Regions from separate parts of the Pan troglodytes genome. Here region 1 is linked to region 2. A link is a contact called in public Hi-C data. All regions are on one chromosome and are shown on one strand. The core of a region is the stretch at or near the end of the contact, and the rest is flanking DNA. Distances in the headings are between cores, read along the strand shown.

Evidence for each region. Hi-C and Micro-C count contacts between places; a contact is called where the count stands out from the background.
Region 1: a Hi-C map of induced pluripotent stem cells shows a contact between it and region 2, with 2.6 times the contacts expected there. The contact joins the enhancer-like site here to the promoter of KCNIP4 in region 2. A contact is called at or near these places in 1 of 7 Hi-C or Micro-C datasets (induced pluripotent stem cells) and 1 of 1 datasets of contacts at active chromatin or transcription factors (stem cell-derived excitatory neurons).

The regions. Positions count from the first base shown.
Region 1 is chr3:22,861,597-22,864,490 of NHGRI_mPanTro3-v2.0_pri, forward strand. It overlaps ADGRA3 (adhesion G protein-coupled receptor A3), which reads right to left. Exons shown (of 19, transcript XM_001164297.5): 18 at 711-806; 19 at 1-570. Among named protein-coding and RNA genes, the nearest start is that of ADGRA3, 130 kb to the right of the region's middle. Within about 2 kb of position 1,360, at least 1 of the 24 cell types and tissues checked has an H3K27ac peak or open chromatin away from gene starts, as enhancers often do. A contact at or near this core is called in induced pluripotent stem cells, where this site is marked.
Region 2 is chr3:22,416,934-22,420,036 of NHGRI_mPanTro3-v2.0_pri, forward strand. It overlaps KCNIP4 (potassium voltage-gated channel interacting protein 4), which reads right to left and starts at 1,485. Exons shown (of 9, transcript XM_003310257.7): 1 at 1,263-1,485. The coding sequence starts at 1,323.

The sequences.
Region 1 (2,894 bases), core at 110-2,609, 440 kb after region 2:
CATGAAGACTCCGCACTGCTATTGGGGCACTTGGGTGCCTCTCCATTTGTCCCATTAGAGTTGGGGGGCTGGACGTTGACTTGCACTGAATACGAGCTCCGTCCTGGGCAGCAAGTCATGATCCACGCAAGTCTAACATCCTCCCTATTAACACAATGGTGGACCATGAAGAACGCACTGAAGCTTAAACATGTGGCTCCAAAAACGAAGCTAAAAACCAAGTCCAAAGGGTAATACAAAGAAACAGCCAAAGCCCCAAACATCCACAGTGCAATATATAAGAGCAAAGTAAGGCTGGCCCCCAAGAGCTGAGAATGAAAAGTGTGCTCATTTTCCAAGGCTGATGTAGAAATCAGAGACAAAGACATTGAATCCTGATGATTTATTTCACCATTTTCATTGGCTGCCAATCTCTGTTGCTCCTCCGTGGGCTCCTTAAGCTCATATTTGCGTTCAGGGTGTCTTTTCAACTGAATAAATATGCTCAGAAAGTACATGCAGTTTACAAAAGTGATGAAGCTGGCTGGCCCATAGAAGGCTCCCAAGGAGGGTTCCCATGCCATCCAGCAACTGGAAAAGAAAATGGTAAACCAGATCGATGCTACACGTTTCAACAAATTACCTAAGAAATTGCAATCACCTGTAATGCCTAGAAAATACTTAAAAGAGAAACAACTGGGTCAAGTACACAGAGAATATAAAATACTCACTAGGGTGCATTTGGCCGACTGCCGTAATTCTTAATGTTCGCTGCTGCAGTTATGCCGCAAACAATGATAGGGATACCACCACCAATCAGGTAAAATCTAGAAGGAGGAATCACAGGAAAAACCACTCATCATTCCATTTCTTAACATGTATCTCTCATAATGTCTCAGTACTTCAAAAGTCATTCCCTGAAGATTAATTATTATCTTTATTCCAATAATAAGCTGAGAGTTAAGTTGGGAGGCTGATTTATTAACAGTAATGTGTTTTTATTTTGTTTTTTAGATTTCTTGTTTTAAAGCACAAGGTCTAGTAAGTTTCTGAGTAGAGGAAAGCTGATCGGCTTCTGCCACCTTGTGGACAGGCAAAGTAACACTCTGAGCCTGCTGGTAGGATTTCAGCTTACTTACCCTTACTTTTTTTTTCTTTGTAGCGGGAACTGGCTTCTTTTAGATTCAGCCGGTGAACTGAAAAGTGCCTTAGTTCACACAAAAAATGTAATGACATATTAATTACTGACTAATGTTCAGCTCAACCTGCATGTCCCAGGACTGCCCATTGCTGTGTACCTCATCGCCAGTCCACTGAGATTAAGGTAAGGAGGGTATCTGGATCCCAGCAGCTTCACAGAGTGCAGAGGCCCTACCTGACCCCTTTTCCAAAGAGAGGTGGAGACAGCAAGGGAAATGATGGTGCAATAAAAACTGATTGAAACAGAGCAGTGACTGGTCCTACAAAGAAAAACTCTGTGCTCATCTCTGAGCTCCTTGATCTCTCTGAAAAGAAATTTCCATTCTGGGCAAGTCAGAATCTTAATTTTGCATTTGCTCCTTCCTGAGACATGGCCCCAAATCTTGCACTGGGTGGATAAAGGCAATATCTGTGATACATTTGTCCATATATTGTTTCTTCCTCGTACCTAGTTACTAAAATCCTTTAACATGATGTTAGTACTGCTGAAAACTAATTACCCTATAAAACTATAATTCTGCCTTCTATTCCATAGATTAGAGAGATGCCAATAATACGTGACCTTCCCCTTCTTCCTGCTATACTAATTCACATCTGCTTCTTACCTGAAAAGAAAGCATTATTTCCAAAATTAATCTTGGGTCCTATCACCCTCTCTGTCTTCTTTCAACGCCCCCTACCCCGTTCTTGTTATCAAATAACCCTAGTTGCATCTTTAAAATCTTCTCTATTGCTTATTTCTAGCATGCTTCTCTACTGCTTATATATATATATAATATATATTATATATTATTTATTATATATATTTTATATATATTATTTATTATATATATTTTATATATATATTATTTATTATATATATTTTATATATATATTATTTATTATATATATTTTATATATATTATTTATTATATATATTTTATATATATATAATATATATTTTATATATATATAATATATATTTTATATATATATAATATATATTTTATATATATATTCAAGTTTCCCCATCTTCTAAAACTTTCCTTGAACTACCACTTCTTTTCTCTCTTCCTTCTGCAAACGCTGGTACCACCACTTTCTTGCCTTTATCATCTTATTGTCAGCTGTACCCACTCACCACCATGATGCTAAAAATGTCCTCTCTGGGGTCAGAAGAGTCTCACGGGCAAATCTCGTGTCCCACCCTCCAGGCAGGCAGCAGTGTTGCTCAGGCTTCCTTAAGCTCAAGGATATGGGGGAAGCAGGGCTAGAGGGTGAAGCTTGAGCTGTCTAATGCAAAGAGGATACTTGTGAGTCATTTGGGGACTGCAGAGAGTTTGAAGCACCAGCTAACTTTTCCTTAACTCTTTATCTTTCTTCTCAGAACCTTATAGGAATGAACAGCTGCTTAAGGTTAAGATTCCCAAGTTTCTGAGCCAAACACCATCATCTCTCATTTCTCTTAATAGAAGTGAGGGAAGTGTCAAATCTCATCCTACAACATAACTCTGGGGCCACGGAGCACCCCTGCTGCTCCTTGTCAAACACGGAACCACTCTCCCACAAATCTTCCATGTTTCAGGTGTTCTCTTTCTGCAGTCAAAAATCCAGTGACTTTTTCCATGGCCCATCTATTAAACATTAATAAGGTCCAAGTATCATTCTTTTCTTAACTAACTTCTCCCTGGGAGATCCTATTCATTATCATGGCTTCAGTGACCACATAAGGAAAT
Region 2 (3,103 bases), core at 235-2,734:
TAATGAGTGGGCATCTCCAGGCATAAGTGAAAACAGAACTAAACACAGTTACAAGTCAAATGTGGGGCTTTACAGGTGATGTTCATATTACTTTTTCCAGTCCAAAAGGATTAAGACTGTTCTCTTTAAATTTTCATATTCAAGTGAGACTAGTGTCCTCCCGGTTACGATGACCTTAACTATTGGAGTGAGGAAAAGAAAGGGAGGGTGTCCATTTCCATTTCTCATGGCCATAAATTCGAACGATTGACTCAAGTTGTTGAGGTGACTCCATTTCCCTGAGTACTAAAGAAGTCAGCAAGTGGAAACACCTCTTTGCTTGCAAGTTTACAGCCCTCGAGTCCAAGTTTTTCACCCTCTAAACCCAAACTATGCTATAGCCATATGTGACCCCTTAGCTTATGTAATCAGGGAGAGGTCCAGACCTTTATCACTCTCATGTGCCCCAAAATCACTTCCATTCTCTTTCCGGCTCCTGTAAAATACTCTGTACACATCAAAACCACCTAATAACAAATCGATGCAACCCAAGACGCTTTGTGGAAGGGCATCGTCCCCTATTTCTCTATGGATCCCACCAAACAGCAAAACATTTCTCCCTGCTTTCGCAGAACGCACGTTTCTCTGAAAGCCAAGCTCCTAACACAGTGCCCGATACCTTTCCAAGGCTGTACTGTATATAAATTATTTGCAAGTGTCACTGAGGACTATTTTCTCTGAACACACTAAACTGAAGCTAGCCATAAAACAAGCCATACGCTTCTGCTTTAGAATCTGACATGGGCAAGATGCCGCCAGTATATTACCAGGGGACAAAAATACAGTTGTAATGAAGAAACGTGTGGGGGCATGAAGGAAAAGTGGAAGGCGAGGATCAATACTATTTCAGCTCATTAATCCCCAGGTGTTAGGGGAAGGAAGCGTGCGGTCTGGAGTCATCTGGCAGATGCATAAACAACCTCGGAAATTTTCAGAGAAGGCAAAAGTACGCACAGGATCGCAGGGGACCCTGCCACCGGCGAGTTTCAAACACACTTCAAACATCTTTTCTTCCCCGACCTGGATCTTGCATGCACCCCCCTCTCCTTTGCACCCCATTCCTGCCGCTCCCACCTCCCCTTCCCAGTCCCGCCAGGTGACTGTGTCTCATGCAGCGAAGGCAACAAGCGTCCCCAGCCGAGGAAGGGAAGGGGCAGCCGTCTTGGCTCGCGAGGGAAGGAGGGCGGAAGCGGGCGCCCGCTCGCAAGCTTATTGCATCCTACCGCCTGTGGAGCTGGCCTCCTCCAGCTGAGCCGAAATGCTTTCCACCCTCCTCACATTCATGTCTGGGGACGCAGGGTGCAGAAGCGAGACTCGAGAGTCCACCGGCCAGGGGCGTCTGTCCACGGGTCTGCACGGGAGCGCACCGCCGCTTGGCCCGGGGGCGTCCGTGGCGCTGGGAGCGAGAGCTTCGGCGGCGGCTGCGGGCAGGGCGCGCGGAGCGGGCTGCAGGTGCGGGCGGAGGCCGGCGGGGGGCGCCGGGGGCGCTGCGCGGCCCTTGGCGGCGGGGGCGCGCGGGGTGGCGGGGGAGGCCGAGGCGCGGGCAGCTTCGCGCCGGCGGCTGGAAGCGGGCGGGCTGCACGGGCGGCTCGAGTGCGGGGACCCCAGCCCCTCGCCCGCGTGGGCGCCGCCCCTGCCACCTGCTGCCAAGTCACCGGACTGGGGATGCGGGGGGCGGGGTGCGGGGAGAGGAAAGCGCAGCGGGTGGCACGGTGCCTCTGGCGACAGAGCAGATGGACCCGAAAGAGACCCGAGGTGACTTCGGGCCGGGCAGGGCACCCCCGGGAGTTGCCAGCGGCTCTCAGCGGGCGCCTCTAGGACCCCTTGTCACTGCGAGCAGCGCCTGCTCTGGGGAGGGGCTCGAAGGCGCCGCGCCTTCTCAACGCGCCGCTGCGTCCCCCAGGGGCTCCGACTCGAACAGCTAGACTGGAAATACTGCTGCACAAAGTTAGGCTGAGTTCGAAGGACACCAGAGAGGAAGCGCAAGGAGATGCCCTTCTCCGGGGCCGGGCAGAGCGCCAGAACTCCTAGACAGGAAACTTTCCCCATTGAAGCTAGAACCGGTCATGCGACTCGGCTAAGTGTGGGGAAACACTGGCTCTAGACTCCATGTGAGCATCGCAGGGCCGAGGTGCAGAATACCACCTTGGAGAGAGGGGGTGGCATAGACTGGTGTCATTTTGAAGAAGCATCCATGTGGGGGGTTTCATTTGAGATCTCCCAGGCAAGTCAACCAGGAGGTATCGCTCACTACCCCCAAGGTCATTTGCCCTTCTAAAGCACAGTAAGGCCGGGAATAGTTGGGAAGGTAAAGAGAAACCAACAGACCACTTGTGGCCATGGTTACTGTTTGAGAAGTCAAAATTAAAATGCAGATTTCTGTGTCCCCAAGAGTCAAGTGCATGAAGCCTCTCTTTTCAGAAGAAAGGTCAAGTTGACCCGTTCTCCAGGCAAACTGAATTAAAATTCCCTCTCACTCTCAGCTGCAAGGTCAGTTGGCCATGACTTGGGTGGAAGCCATTTCTAAGTGTTTGTGAAACTACTTGCCTTCCCTATGGCTGCTGGATTATTTATACACACTGTCACCAAGTGAAATCTTCCCCCTTTCTCCAAGTAGGTCTCAATTGACACCTTATTGCCCTTCTCCCCACCCCCAAACGCACGAGCAATTTACTTAGTCCTTTGAGCCCTTATAGCATGTATTTGTATATTTCTTGAGAGCCTTTTACTCTTTTAGTTCATTGTTAAGGAGACAGATGCTGACACCCCATTGTCTGGGTTCAAATCCTAGTTCCACTACTTCATAATCCTGTGGCCTGGTACAAATATCAGCTATAACTGGTACCTACATTATTGTTTTGTTGTGAGGATTTAAGAAAATCAATAGATGCAAAGGGCTTAGAGCCGTGACTGGCATGTAGCAATCACTGTATAAAGACAGGCAACCCTGATTCTTGAAGTTGAGAACAATGTTATATTGACAAAGCAATTAGAAAAGTTCCTTGCACATAGCTGGTCTTCACTAAACATTTGTTTTTTCATTATTCAGCAAACATCTAGTAAC